2 separate regions of the Sus scrofa genome follow, and region 1 is linked to region 2. A link is a contact called in public Hi-C data. All regions are on one chromosome and are shown on one strand. The core of a region is the stretch at or near the end of the contact, and the rest is flanking DNA. Distances in the headings are between cores, read along the strand shown.

Region 1 (7,390 bases), core at 3,068-5,567, 90 kb before region 2:
GCGTTGCTGTGGCTGTGGTGTACAGCAGCAGCTGTAACTCCAATTCGGCCCCTAGCCCAGGAACTTCCACATGCTGCAGGTGCAGCCCTAAAAATAAAAAAAAAATTTTAAATAAAAATAAAAATAGAGCTATTTTATGATCAAGCAATTTCACTACTGGGTATACAGCATACCCCCAAAAAAACGGAGGTACTCTCTCAAAGAGATATCTGTACTCCCATGTTCATAGCAGCATTATTCACACCGCCAAGGCATTGAAACAACTTAAGTGCCCACAATGAAGGAATGGATAAAGGGGAGTTCCCTGGTGGTTTAGTGGTTAGCACTTGGCGCTTTCACCACTTTGGCTGGAGTTGGATCCCTGGTCTGGGAACTGAAATCCACATCAAGCCACTGAAGTTTAAAAAAAAAAAAAAAAAAAAAAAGATAAAGAAAATGTAGAAACTACGATATATACACAAACACAATGAAATGTTATTCAGTCATAAAAAAAGGAGGAAACCCTGCCTCTTGCCACAACGTAAGTGGACCTTGAGGGCATCATACTAAGTGAAATAAGTCAGAGGAAGACAAATACCACATGCTCTCACTTACACACAGAAGCTAAAAATGTTCAACTCATAGAACAAAGTAGAATAGTGGTTGCCAAGGGCTTGGAAGTGGGAGAAATCGGGAGATGTAGGTCAAAAGGCACAAACTCCCAGCTCTAAGATGAATAAGCTCTAGGGAATCTCATATACAGCATAGGGACTATAATTAATTACCAATACTGTATTAACGAATTGAAAGTTGCATAGATCTTAAAAATTATCACCCCCTACACACACCAAAAACGAGTTATTCTACGAGGAGATGGAGCTGTTAACTAACCTTACTGTGATGATCATTTTGCAATATAAACATGTATCAAATCATCACACTGTACATGTGTCATTTACTTTATTTTTTTTGGCCACCTCAAGGTATATGGAGTTCCCGGACCAGGAATCATCAGATCTGATGATAATCTGTGACCTATATCACAGCTGAGGCAACCCTGGATCCTTAACCCATTGCACTAGGCCAGGGGAGGAGCTTGCATCCTGGTGCTGCAGAGACGCCACTGATGCCATTGAGCCACAGTGGGAACTCCATTAAACTTACATGTGTTATATGTCAATACTATCTCAATAAAATAGTATTAGAGAAAATAAAATGAGTGGTTAGAGGTGGGACAAAATAATTTTGAGCAAAAACCATAAGTGAGGGGACAAACCACCGGAAAAGAGAGCTTCAGATACTGGGAGATGGTCAATGCCAAGGCCCTGTGGTAGGTGGGTGGTAGGAGAAGGAGAGGTAAGGCATGCTGGGAGAGGATTAACAGATTAACAGAAACATGATTGGGTAGGACCTGCCCCCACTAATTTTCAAAGACAACCACAAAACCAACTCTTACCCACATATACACTCACATAGGGTTGGGGCTTGGGGGTTTGAGGTGGTTGTTGTTTATAAAAATGAAATCAGGAGTTCCCACCATGGCGCAATGGAAACAATTCAACTAGGGTCCATGGCATTGCAGGTTCGATCCCTGGCTTCGCTCAGTGGGTTAAGGATCTGGTGTTGCTGTGAGCTGTGGTGTAGCTTGCAGACGGGGCTCGGATCCCGCGTTGCTGTGGCTCTGGTATAGGCCAGCAGCTACAGCTCCAACTGGACCCCTGACCTGGGAATCTCCATGTGCCGGAGATGCGGCCCTCAAGAGACAAAAAACAAACAAACAAACAAAAAAATGAAACCATGCATATATTAAAACTAGCCTTTTTTACTCAACAACATACCACAGGCATCTTTACAACATGGACCAAAGGTAGGCAGACTTTTTCTGTAAAGAACCAGCTTGTAAACACATTAGGTTTTGTGGGCAATCTCTGCTATTCAGTACTGTGGTTGTGGGTTACAGACAATAGGTAAGTAAGTGGTTGTGGCCTGCTCAACCATAAAGGTAGAATTTTATTTATGAAACGTGAGGCAGGCCTGATTCAGCCTGGGGCCATTGTTTGCTACAAGGCATTCCACTCCACCCACTTGAGGTGCCATGTTTTCCCAAAATCCAATTAATATGACAGCCCCAGAATGATACATTTTTTAGGTATAAAACAGAAAAACCTATCAGAATCCAGCTTACATCACTTTGAATCACACAGTACTTGGGAAATACCTTTGGTTTCTGATTAATACATGTAAAAATATCCAATAGCTTGAAAACCACAAGTGTGCCCAGCTCTAGGCTGTACTTTACAATCTGGGCAATTACAGATTTGAAGTTATTAACTCTCTTCTGGGTCAGATTGAGGCTCCTCTCTCTGGCTGAAAGACTCCTGCAGTTACCTTTCAAAAGTACTGATTTTATCTGCCATCATGTCTAAAGACACTTCAGACACTGCCACAGAGTCTAAAGAAATGAGATAGATCCCATGCTGCATTCATCTTTTCTCCTTTGACTTTTTCTTCCAAAATGTCAACAGAGGTGAGTGAGATTATCAGCAAGAGTCCACAGAATGTGGATGGCCCAACAGTCCCTTCAATAATGATATCTGAGAGTACCAAATATTATCATCGCTATTCAAATTTTTTGTTAAGAGTAGCCACTGGGCTCTGGAGAAAGAGGTGAGAGAGCGCCGAAATGGCATCAGTTGCATTTTTCTTTCTGGACAAATGAACTGCAAGGAGAGAGGAGGTGACACCCCATTCCCCATATGCATCTTTAGTAAGTAGCCCCATTACCTTCCCCAAAGGAATGTTCAGAGTAGCATTTCCTGGTTCACCTCTTGCCAATAGTGAATTTTAACAAACTTTAAAATATTGACAGTTCGAAGGGTGAAAAAAAATGTTATCCCATTGTTAATCCTCCTTTCCCTAATTATCACGACCCACTAATTTTTTTTAAAGATCTATCAATACGTTTTATTCACCTAACTTTAAGCTGAGCGTAGCCTCTACCACTAGCCGCCAGTTATTAACACTCCCCCTCCCCCCGTCGTCACAACTGTCAGACCCCCTGACTTTGCCAAATGTCCCCCGGGGGGCAAAACTGCCACCTTCCAACTAGAAGCTGTAGAGTGCAAGGCTGCCTTGCTCCCGAAGCGCTGGAATATACAGAAATACGTACACAGCCAGTATTATCGCGGCAACGCCCTTTCCCCTCAGCTAGTGTGACACAACGCCCTCGGGCTCTTTTCTCCACCTCTCCAGGCACTCCTTCCCCTTACTTAAGTTCCAAGACGACGCCAGGGTCTTCTGCTCTCCACTTAAACTTTACTCCTGGTTTTCATCTAATTCGCCAGCTTTAACTGGCAACTCTAGTGGTAAACTCCAAAATGTGCGTGTTTTTGCGGTATAGATAATGGGAAGGGATCGCGTTGGGACTACGGCCTCTCCACACGGGGGAGAAAATGAGCGTACCTCTGTGGGAAGGTTGCCAGGTCTTGCTCAACTTTCTGGGCCGGAGGCCTTGGCCCGCCTCCCTTTTCCAGCACCCGCAGCGAGCCGGGGGGGTTGCCATGCACACCTCAATCTACAGGTGACTCCAGGTGACGGTGCTCCAAGAAAGACCCCCTGGAAGGACAGGTGGCCGTAAAAGGAGGCGGTGAAGTGGGACCACGAGGGATAGAAGCCAGCAGTACCGTGCGCTCCCGACCGCGTCACCACGACCTCAGAGCGCTAACTTCGGATTCTGTGGAAATAGGCAGCTAACCGTGTGGAGAACGCCTTCTACACTAGGCAGAGCGCAAGCTGAGCGATCCATAGGGGAAATTTGCAGCCTCGTTCCCAAAACCAATCAGAGACCAGGGAGGCCTATAGTGACAACCTCGATAACCAATGAAAAGAGGGATTTTCCTAGCCGGCCTCCCAAGCGCGAGTCCCGGAGAGAACTCACAGAGGAAGTTTTTTTTAAGGTACAGATTAGAAAACAAGTCCTTGACTGGACGACGGGATACGACGTCTACAAAGATGTGTGGAGAAAGTTCGGTGAGCGAATAGAACCGCACTTCCCTGAAACTTGGAGCGCGGAGGTCCCGCAAGTCACTCTCGCGCTCCGCGCTTCAGCGCGGGAGGGTACGTGCTGCGCGTTGACGTCACGCGCCGGGCCCCGCCCCTGGCCGCTCGCCCTTATAGCGTAGCCCAGGCGCGCGCGCACCATTGTGTGGCTGGACTCGGCCGCCACTGCGGTGTGAGGCGCGTGTCCGGGCTTTTGCCGTCCCCGCACCCGCACCGCGGCTTCTGCCTTGCGGTTCGTCGTTCGACAGCCAGCCCTCGGGCCCCTCGCCCGCCACGGACATGCCGCGCGTCTACATAGGACGCCTGAGCTACAACGTCCGGGAGAAGGACATCCAGCGCTTTTTCAGCGGCTATGGCCGCCTTCTCGAAATTGACCTTAAAAATGGGTGAGTCGGAGGCTGGGCGCCCGCGTCCGCCCGCAGCGCCGCGGGCCTACGGCGGCAGGGCCCATCGGAGGGAGGAGACGGCCAAGGCCGCGGTGCCGCGTGGCAGGGCCGCCAAGATGGCGGCCGCGCGGGGCCGCGGGAGCGCGCGAGGAGCGGGAGCAGCGCGCGTGCGCGCCCCCGGCCTAACGACGTCCGCCGGTCTCCGGCCCTCGCGCCGCCCTCAGGTACGGCTTCGTGGAGTTCGAGGACTCCCGCGACGCCGACGACGCCGTTTACGAGCTGAACGGCAAGGAGCTCTGCGGCGAGCGCGTGATCGTGGAGCACGCCCGGGGCCCGCGCCGCGATCGCGACGGCTACAGCTACGGAAGCCGCAGTGAGTCCCACCCCCGCGCGCTCCGTGTCCTTGGGACCCCGGGGGCGGGTGCAGGCTTAGGGGGGCGGGGTGGGGCCTCCCAGCCGGGCAGGCGCGTTGGCCCGGGTCGCTTGACTCGGGTGTCCCCGGGGCCCGCTGCCTTCACGCCTGCCCGGGAAAGCCACGGGACGCCGGAGCGCGGGGATTGGGTGGTGGGTTTTGCCTAGCGGGAGTTTGTGTGTTTGGGGGCGGGAGTTGCTTAGTCGGGAGGGGGTAACGTGTGCTGGGCCCCTGTCAGCACTGTCGTGGGCTCTGCCTACGGAGGAAGCGAGGGTTGGCTGTACTTGTATCTCCCTCGCTTACCTGTCAGTGCATTAGGTAGAAATGTGAATGATTTAGCATGGAGGTTTGGGGACAGGCTGGGGTGGAGGTGGGGTTGGGGGCGGGGGAAGGGGTGGAGTTTGAAGCTTAGGACTTAAAGTTATTAAAATTGGCAGGGGCCAAAGAAAATGTTATTTTGACGTAATGTGGTATTGTACCACAAAGTAGATCTAAATGAGCTTTATGCTATATTTGAACTAGTTGGGGCATGTTATGGGGAGGAGGTGGGGGGATTTTGGTTATGTTAAATGTTTGATGTTGAAATTGTTGCATGTTGAATTCAAACTTTTTAACAAGTCCTTGATGTTTCAATTTGAAAGTGACCAATGGGGCTGAGGCTGTGTCCACTGAGGCTAAGATGACTGCCTTTCCTGATTGGCCTTGGCTTTTCCATACATTGTGTGACCCTTGCCCTATGACCCTTTGGCTGACCTTACCGGAAGCCATGACGACAGCAGCCTTTTGCCATTAGACGCAGGGTGATGGTGAGGATTCCGAGGGTTAGACAAAACTGGTTAATCTGAACTAGGTGACTGTTACCTTGCGTGTTTTGTGGCCAAACCACCACCAAAAACCTCACACTGTGATGTAAGTACTTAGTGTAACTAGTAAACATTTTTGTAAAATGTAGAAATGCATGTAATCAGTTAAGTTTTATATTTTACAATGTTCTGTAAAATAAAACTTAGCGAGGTAAATTGAATAAAGGAGCAGTCACTCTCTAACAGATTGTAGGAGAAGTTTAGTTGGATTTAGTCTATTTGACTTGCCCTTAATTTAATTTATGGCAAATCACAACTGTATCGAAGGTTTAGCAATATAATAGCAAAGTCCTACTCCAGTAAATAAAAGTTAATATGTTTGTACTAACTTTCAAAAACTATGCATCCCTATCATTACAAAACACCTAATTGTTCTCTTCATGTGATAAAGGTGGTGGAGGTGGATACAGCAGTCGGAGAACCTCTGGCAGAGACAAATACGGACCACCTGTACGCACAGAATTCAGGCTTATTGTAGAAAATCTTTCTAGTCGTTGCAGTTGGCAGGATTTAAAGGTAAGTGCTATAACTTAAAGGTGGTATGACTAATGTTTAGAAGGTAGGCTTTTGTATTGCTCTTTCATTTCTGAGAATCAAATATAGCACATAGATCTTTTTTCCTTTAGATTTCTGAGTCTGACCGGTCTTACTGCTCTTTTAGGATTTCATGAGGCAAGCAGGTGAAGTAACCTATGCGGATGCTCACAAAGAACGCACAAACGAAGGCGTCATTGAGTTTCGCTCCTACTCTGACATGAAGCGTGCTTTAGATAAGCTGGATGGTACAGAAATCAATGGGAGAAATATCAGACTCATTGAAGATAAACCGCGAACAAGCCATAGGCGGTCTTACTCTGGAAGCAGATCAAGGTAACTTGTTGAAGGGTATGGAGGGGGGGAATATTAGTTTCTTTTGGTACACCGTATTGGAAGTTGTACAAATATTCATGTCGAGATGTCTTGGGATGAAGATTTATCCTATTTCCTGTTACATGTAGGTCACGATCTAGAAGAAGGTCACGAAGTAGGAGTCGTAGGAGTAGCCGCAGTAGATCTCGAAGTATCTCGAAAAGTCGCTCCCGGTAAATGTGTCCTTGAGTGTTTTTCTGAATAACATACTTTGTTTCATAGAGCACTTGGGTGTCCTGGCGAGATATTGAGCAATCTGGCTTTTCTTGTCTAGATCCAGGTCTCGGAGCAAAGGTCGATCACGTTCCCGTTCAAAGGGCAGAAAATCTAGATCAAAAAGCAAGTCTAAGGCCAAGTCTGATCGGGGATCCCGTTCACGCTCTCGAAGCAGATCAAAGGATGAGTATGAGAAATCTCGAAGCAGGTCTCGTTCTCGATCTCGTTCCCCCAAAGAAAATGGAAAAGGTGATGTAAAGTCAAAATCTAGATCAAGGAGCCAGTCTCGTTCCCATTCACCCCTACCTGCTCCACCCTCAAAGGCCCGTTCTGTGTCTCCTCCACCAAAAAGAGCTTCAAGATCCCGTTCTCGATCTCGTTCAAAGTCAAGGTCACGATCCAGATCGAGTTCCAGGGATTAACCCAGAACTTTTGGTTCTTTGCACACTATAACGGAACACTTTTCCTACTTGCTTAGGCAGTTACTCTTCCATGTTTATATTTGGCCTCTTCTGCGAGTGGAATCTCCTGAAAAGAGGGGCACACAAAAATTTGATTTGTGGCCA
Region 2 (7,660 bases), core at 1,003-3,502:
ATTCCCAGGCCAGGGATCAAACCCATGCCACAGCAGCAACCTAAGCTGCTACAGTGATGCCAGATCCTTAGCCCACTTCACCACAAGGGAACTCCCAAGGGGAACTTTTTTTTTTTTTTTTTGCTTTTTAGGCCCACACTTATGGCATATGGAAGTTCCCAGGCTAGGGGTCAAATCGGAGTGTAGCCACTGGCCTACACCACAGCCACAGCAACACCAGATCTGAGCTGTGTCTGCAACCTACACAACAGCTCACGGCAACACCAGATCCTTAACTCACTGAGCAAGGCCAGAGATCAAACCCGAACCTCATGGTTCCTAGTTGGTCGGATTCATTTCTTTTTTTTTTTTTTTTTTTTTTGTCGTTGTTGTTATTGTTGCTATTTCTTGGGCTGCTCCCGCAGCATATGGAGGTTCCCAGGCTAGGGGTTGAATCAGAGCTGTAGCCACGGCCTACACCAGAGCCACAGCAATCTGGATCCGAGCCGCGTCTGCAACCTACACCACAGCTCACGGCAACGCCGGATCGTTAACCCACTGAGCAAGGGCATGGACCGAACCCGCAACCTCATGGTTCCTAGTCGGATTTGTTAACCATTGCGCCACGACGGGAACTCTGACAGGGGAACTTTCTTAACACCAGTGTGTGCTGGTGATTTTATAGGCTTTTCTCTTAACTCATTCTTACTCTTTGCCTTACCTTTTTGTCTACCCAGCCCACTGCCCCAGGAATTATGGAAGATGAAGTTAGAAGCCCATGGAAAACACACCAATGACAGTGACATTGACCTACTGGGAATCAAAAACCAGGTCACGAAGAGCTACTGTTACGTTGACCTGTAATTCTGAAACACTCTGATTTGATTTCCACCTTCATAGCGTCTGCCAATAGACAAATGTGGAACGTGGTGAGGGAGAAGCCAAAATTCACCCAACTTTCCAAAGCCAAAAGCAAGAGCGTGTAATTGTCAGAAATGTGATAGTACTGTCAAAAGTATACAACCCACTATGGGCTGTGAAACACATAATTGCTCTATCTGTTCTAGGACTGTAAAATCACAAAATTTTCACCAGGATAGAAAATAAAAATGAAAAATGACGGTATTGATCTGTTGAATATCAGAACAGACACGTTCACACCTGTTTATTAAACACATTTTAAGCTTCATAGGTATTATCTACAAAACTCACAATAAACCAGCATTTAGAAATTAACCTCACTTTACAGATAAGAAATATTCACTCAGAGACAGTAAGCAACTTGCCCAAAGTCAGCCAGCTGGTACAAGACACAAACAGGAACTGAACTTGGTGGCAGCTGATGCTAAGGTGCTTGCTTTTTCTACAGCCTTCAAAAGTGGAAGAGGTGCTCTGGGCAGGCCCTCTTTCCGTCTTCTAGCAAACACTGACTGCAAACTGTACTCACCCAATTTTGCACCAAAAGACAGCATCCTCAGGAAGGGAAATCACAATCACTCTGTTTCCACTTAACTTTGCAGTGACAGTAGGTGTGAAAAGGAAACAGGAGTCTTGTATTTTAAGACCCTAAAACTCCGACTACTCTGTACATGCTGCAGACTGCAACAAACATCAATCACAAAGACTGCTTTTATCGTTTGAGCTAGCCAGGTAGCGGGCTTAGTACACACATCCACGTTCGCTCAGGGCAGGCACTGAGCAGTCCGCTGGGGAGAAGAGTGCCCTATTTGTGGAAACTACTGTCTGGTTTCTCATTTTCACAGCGACTGCAGGGCAACCCATACGTGGCTCTTCCGCATAAGCAGTTCTTTCTGCCCCAACGCCCTTCCCCAATCCTTGCTTTATTGAACCATTCTTCTTTCAGTGGGGGTCCCCGGTCGGCCCAGCTCCCGCCCCTCACAGATCCCTTAAACAGTTTATATTTTTACTTTTTGGTAGGATCTGGCCAGGTGTAACTCCCCGCCTGGGGATGCGCAGAGGGCGGGTTCACTGATTCATCCGAGGCCTGGCATTTTGGCAATGAACAACAGGGGTATTCAAACACAAAGAACCACCTCGTTTTACCTCCCACTCTCCCACTAAACCTGTCCACCATCCTCTCGGTGGGCTTCCCCAGCCTCCCAGGGGACTGAAACCCTCCCATTACGCAAGCGAACTCGAGGCACGCATTCCTGACGCAGGATACGCGCCGCCGCATGGCTGCACCCCGCCTCGCGTATCTCTGCGCCTGCGCTCTTGGGATCAAGGCTGGGTCTCCCGCACTGCTGCGGGAAGCCTTCACTAGTCTTTCTCGGAGTGGAGCGAAATTTGGGCGCTCGGGGCCTGTCGTTTTTATCAGATTTTAATAAGAGTTGATATTAAAGGAGAAAATAAAATGAGCTTATCTTTGGTCTGAAGTTAAACAAGTTCTATTTGGATTTACCCCTCATCCAAAATAATAGTACAGTCCGAGGTTAGCCCCGCCCCCTCTCTCACTGGTCCCTCCCCCTCCTAGGCGAGCTAGGTGTACCGGCTTCTTCAGTTCTGTCGTCATCACGTAGCTCCGGAGGTAGATCCACGCCGCGGTCCCCGCCTACCAAGCGCGCAGCTTCGCCTCCGCTGTTGCTAAGCGGCCTTGGATACCTGGCCGCGGGACGCTGGGTGGTGTCAAGTGGAGATGGTGGTCACTGGGCCTCAGGTAAGCGGAATTTCGACCGTGGTGGACCGGCCCGGGCGTTGGGGAGGCCTAGGAGTTGGCGAGGGCCTTTGGGCCCGTCTTCGGAATTGGGGTCTGCTAGGGTTTAGTAAAAGTGGGGCACAGATAATAGGCCCGGATCCCGGACCTCAGACTGGGCTCACGTTTAGCTCGCCTCTGACTGGGAGATTTTTAGTCATCCTGCTGAAGATGAAAGATCATTGGACAAGAAACCATAACAAAATATCCTAGTCTCATCCCCTTTTTCTAGGAATCCTGCTCTTAGGAATTTGTCCTTCGACAAAAAATAATTAATGGCAGAAGCAGAAATATGTAAATTTCAGTAGTGTCTATGTTGGCAAAAAATGGAAAAGATGCCCTCGAAGGCGGTGATTGAGTTTATTATGGCGTAATTACGCAACCACTAACCTAATCAGAAGGCAGAATACAGTGTTGTATTATACAGTGTGAAAATAAGCATGGGCATGGATGCAACAGAACATGAAAGATAGTTGCAGTGGAACATGGGGGTATTTTTTTTTTTTAACCTGACAAAGTGATTTTAAAGTTCGCCCTGAAGAATAAAAATATGGGAATAACAGTATTAGGAAAATTCTAAAAATTAAGAGTAATAAGAGGCGTTAGCTCTTATCAACACTCCTAAATATTATAATATATATATTATAAAGCTGTAATAATTTAAAAAGTATGGAATGGAGCAGGAACTTATGGCCAAATAGAGTATAAAAAATTAATAGTAAAATTAGGAGTTCCCTTTGTGGCTCAGTGGTTGCCAAAACCGGCTAGTATCCATGAGGATGCAGGTTTGATCCTTGGTCTTGCTCAGTGGGTTAAGGGTCTGGCGTTGCTGTGAGCTGTGGTGTAGGTCGAAGATGTAGCTCAAATTCCTGCATTTCTGTGGCTGTGGCGTAGGCAGATAGCTTCAGCTCTGATTGGACCCCTAGCCTGGGAACTTTCATATGCTGTGAGTGTGGCCTTAAAAAGCAAAAAACAAAAAAACAAAAAAAAAAAAAAAAACCCAAAAAACAAAAAAAATTAATAAAATTCAGTTTATAGGGATTTACTATATAAAGCAATTTTTTTTTTTTTAAATGGTCACACCCGTGGCATATGGAAGTTACAGGGCCAGGGATTGAATCTGAGCTGCCGCTGTGATCTACACTGGATCCTTTAACCCACTGTGCCAGGCCGCTGGGCTGTGGATGAAACCTGCATCTCTGCAGCAACCTGAGCTGCTGTGGTTGCATTCTTAACTCACTGTGCCACAGTAGGAACTCTGGCAGTGTGGTATTTTAAAGATGGATTGGTGTCAGACAGCTTTCTAGTAATTTTAAAAAAAAGAACAATTAACAATGAATTTTAAGCACCAAAATCAATTTTAAATGGACTAAAAATTAAATCTTAAAAATTATTAAATCATGAAATACTAGAAGTAAGCATTGTGGATGTATTTATAGTCATAGCATGGTAAAAACGCTGCTAAATATGTCATGCAATCTAGGAGTTCCAGTCGTGGCTCAGTGGTTAACGAATCCGACAAAGAACCATGAGGTTGCGGGTTCGATCCCTGCCTTGCTCAGTGGGTTGAGGATCCGGCATTGCCGTGAGCTGTAGTGTAGGTGCAGACTCGGCTCAGATCCCGCGTTGCTGTGGCTCTGGCGTAGGCCAGTGGCTACAGCTCTGATACAACCTCTAGCCTGGGAACCTCCATATGCTGCAGGAGCGGCCCAAGAAATGGCAAAAAGACAAAAAGACAAAAAAAAAAAAAAAAGAAAGACAGTTATACAATCCAGAAGTGAGAAAAGAAAATATTAATACTCTTGACTCTATAACGTTTAAAACCTGTGTATGGCCAGCAAAATTCAACCAAAATAACCTCCCCCAAAAGAAGAAAACTACCAATAGCTAAGTTTAAAGACAAATAAACTTATGAAAGTATTTGTTTAAAGATCAATTAGAAAAATATTAAACCTAACAGAAAAATGAGCAGAGTATATGAACAAGAAAATTAGAAGAATACAAGCGGCCAATACACACTGTGGAAGATGACCATCTCACTAATTTCAAAGTGCAAGTTAAAACAATAAGGATTTTTTTGCCTATCTTATTATTTAGCAAGGATGAAAAATTAAAAGTAGATTGGATTGTGTGGAAACAAACATATTAGTGGAAGTAAAACTTAGTACAATTTTTTTGGAGGGCAATTTGGAAATAATTTACTTAGCCATTCAACAGATAAGCCTCTATTCCATAGATATGCACAGTACAGAAAAACATGTCAAAGATGATGTTGTAGTAGTATTTTACCAGCAAAAATTTGGGGGAATAACATGTCATTATATGATGGGTTGCATAAATTATGTTGCATCCATAAAATGGAATACTGTACGGCAGTTTCTAAAAGAGTGGGAGATCCACATAGGGTGACATGGAAAGATGTGAAAGATAACAGGTTGGGTGAAAAGAAGTGCGTTGCAGAGTAGCACATATGGTCCTGTTTTGTAAATAAAACTAAGTTAACATGTATAAAAAGAACTTGGAAAACTATACCCCATGTTTAAGGGTAGTAAACTGAAAAATCAGATTGGAAACATGGTGATGGCAGAACAGGGCCTTGGGAGTGGGCCAGTGGGAAGGCCAAGGTTTGCCTTGATTTTTTGGCAGCAGCTGTGATTATTCATTTTACTCTCAGCCTTTGGAATTGTAGGGAAATTGTAGCTAAGCTGCAGTTCCAACTGTATGCTTTTTTTTGGCTGCCTCCTCAGCATATGAAAGTTCCTGGTCCAAGGATGGAACCCATACCACAGTAGTGACAACGCTGGGTCCTTAACTGCTAGACCACGAGGGAACTCCTGTATGCCTTTTCTTAATGATTTAGAGGAAATAGACGGTTTAGTCTTTTTAGGGTCTTTATTTTGGAGTACTGTTTATTGTTTCCTTTTCCTGATCCTTTTTTCCATAAGGCGATCATGGAGAAAGAGCTCCGGAGCACCATTCTTTTCAATGCATACAAAAAGGAGGTATTTACCACCAGCAATGGCTATAAATCCATGCAGAAAAAACTTCGGGGTAATTGGAAAATTCAGAGGTGAGTGGGTATATCCGTTCTAAGTGATGATAACAGCCTGCTGTTAACACTGAAAAGTCTTTATTTTCTTATGTAAGATAGATTGTTTAGGTGGGAGGAATTCCATTTAAAGATCATTCCGAGGAGTTCCCGTCATGGCGCAGTGGTTAATGAATCCAACTAGGAACCATGAGCTTGCGGGTTCGGTCCCTGCCCTTGCTCAGTGGGTTAACGATCTGGCGTTGCCGTGAGCTGTGGTGTAGGTTGCAGACGCGGCTTGGATCCCGCGTTGCTGTGGCTCTGGCGTGGGCCGGTGGCTACAGCTCTGATACAACCCCTAGCCTGGGAACCTCCATATGCCCCAGGTGCGGCCCAAGAAATAGCAAAAAAAAGACAATAAATAAATAAATAAATAAATAAATAAATAAATAAATAAAATAAAGATCATTCCGAAATAAATTACTATTAAAACATCTCTTTTGAAAATTGGCAGCTAGCATATTATTACATTTTCCTCCAAATCACAAATCAGAGAATTATTCTCATTATACGTATGCAAGTTTTTAAGAGGTTACAGGCTTTCTCCATATTTTAACTTGGGTCAAAACTTCAGTTTAGGGAAAGGAAAAATGAAAGTCTGTGTGTGTGTGTGTGTGTGCTTTTTTTTAATGGGTAAAGATATGTAATCATGTAAGCAAATGGAAGAGCTGATTGAATTAGCATTTGGAGGATTTCTTTATGCCCTAGTGTGGTTTAGTTTGGACACCTTGGCTTTCGGTAGTATTTGAGTGGAAGCCGATGACTCTGTGGCAGGTCTGTTAGAGGGGATTCACTTTGGGAGAGAGACTGGACCAGGTCCCTCTAAATCCCTTCGTCTCTGGGCCTCTGTAGCCTCTGATTCCATAGTCTAGATGCTAAAGTAGCTCATAAATTGGTATAAATAGTGGATCTGACGCTTGCTTTTAAAATCGCATTTCTAGCTTAAAAGATGAAATCACATCTGAGAAGCTAATTGGGGTGAAACTGTGGATTACAGCGGGGCCAAGGGAAAAATTTACTGCAGCTGAGGTAAGAAATATCCATAAGGGGAGTTCCCTTTGTGGCTCAGCAGTTAATGAACCTGACTAGGATCCATGAGGATGTGGGTTCAATTCCTGGCCTCCATCCTGGTTGAGGATCTGGCATTGCCATGAGCTGTGGCGTAGGTCGAAGATGCGGCTCGGATTTGGCATTGCTGTGGCTGTGGCGTAGGCCGGCAGCTGTAGCTCCGATTGGACCCCTACCTGGGAACATCCATATGCTGCGGGTGCAGCCCTGAAAGGACAAAAGACCAAAAAAAAAAAAAAAAAAAGTTAATGTCTTAACTATAATGTAAAGAAATTAAAGGGAGATGATTTATAAAAAGAATGTGTACATTTCAGCTGCAAATATGTGGGCACATATACTCTAGAAGAACATGTATGTCTGTTTTTGTTTGTTAATGCTTCAGCATACATACACTAGAACACTTCTTTTTTGTTTGTTTTTGGTTTTTGGCCACCCTGCAGCATATGGAGTTCCCAGGCCAGGGATCAGATCAGGGCCGCTGTTGCGACCTGCGCTGTAGCTGCAGCAATATCGGATCTTTAACCTTCTGCGCTGGGCTGGGGATCAGGCTTTGGTCCCAGCCCTCTGTTGTGCCACAGCGAGAACTCCTAGAACACTTCTTTTCATTGACGTTTTGAAACAAAGACTAAATATAAGTGTGAGTATATAGACTCACCACAGATGGGTCAGCCTATTGTGTGGAGCCCCGAATCTGTGAAGTTATGTCTCATTTGGGAGGAAAGCCCCAGGGAGATGTTAATTGTGGCACTGTATTTTCTATATTTAGGGAGCTGGGGGAGAAAAGGAAATCCAGGTTGCAAACAAGAGCAAGA

The links. A called contact is a pair of places that touch in the nucleus more often than the background predicts.
Region 1: a Hi-C map of liver shows a contact between it and region 2, with 3 times the contacts expected there. The contact joins the promoter of SRSF6 here to the promoter of IFT52 in region 2. A contact is called at or near these places in 8 of 47 Hi-C or Micro-C datasets (alveolar macrophages, epiblast stem cells, heart right ventricle and 3 more) and 2 of 2 datasets of contacts at active chromatin or transcription factors (alveolar macrophages and skeletal muscle).

What each region holds. Positions count from the first base shown.
Region 1 is chr17:46,115,295-46,122,684 of Sscrofa11.1, forward strand. SRSF6 (serine and arginine rich splicing factor 6) reads left to right here and starts at 4,318. Exons shown (of 6, transcript NM_001077217.1): 1 at 4,318-4,424; 2 at 4,649-4,797; 3 at 6,091-6,215; 4 at 6,361-6,569; 5 at 6,698-6,781; 6 at 6,883-7,246. The coding sequence starts at 4,318. The coding sequence ends at 7,246. LOC100520338 (a long non-coding RNA gene) reads right to left here and starts at 3,620. Exons shown (of 7, transcript XR_297849.3): 1 at 3,442-3,620.
Region 2 is chr17:46,207,704-46,215,363 of Sscrofa11.1, forward strand. IFT52 (intraflagellar transport protein 52 homolog) reads left to right here and starts at 2,253. Exons shown (of 13, transcript XM_021078178.1): 1 at 2,253-2,656; 2 at 5,638-5,762. SGK2 (serine/threonine-protein kinase Sgk2) reads left to right here. Exons shown (of 15, transcript XM_021078166.1): 15 at 717-1,104.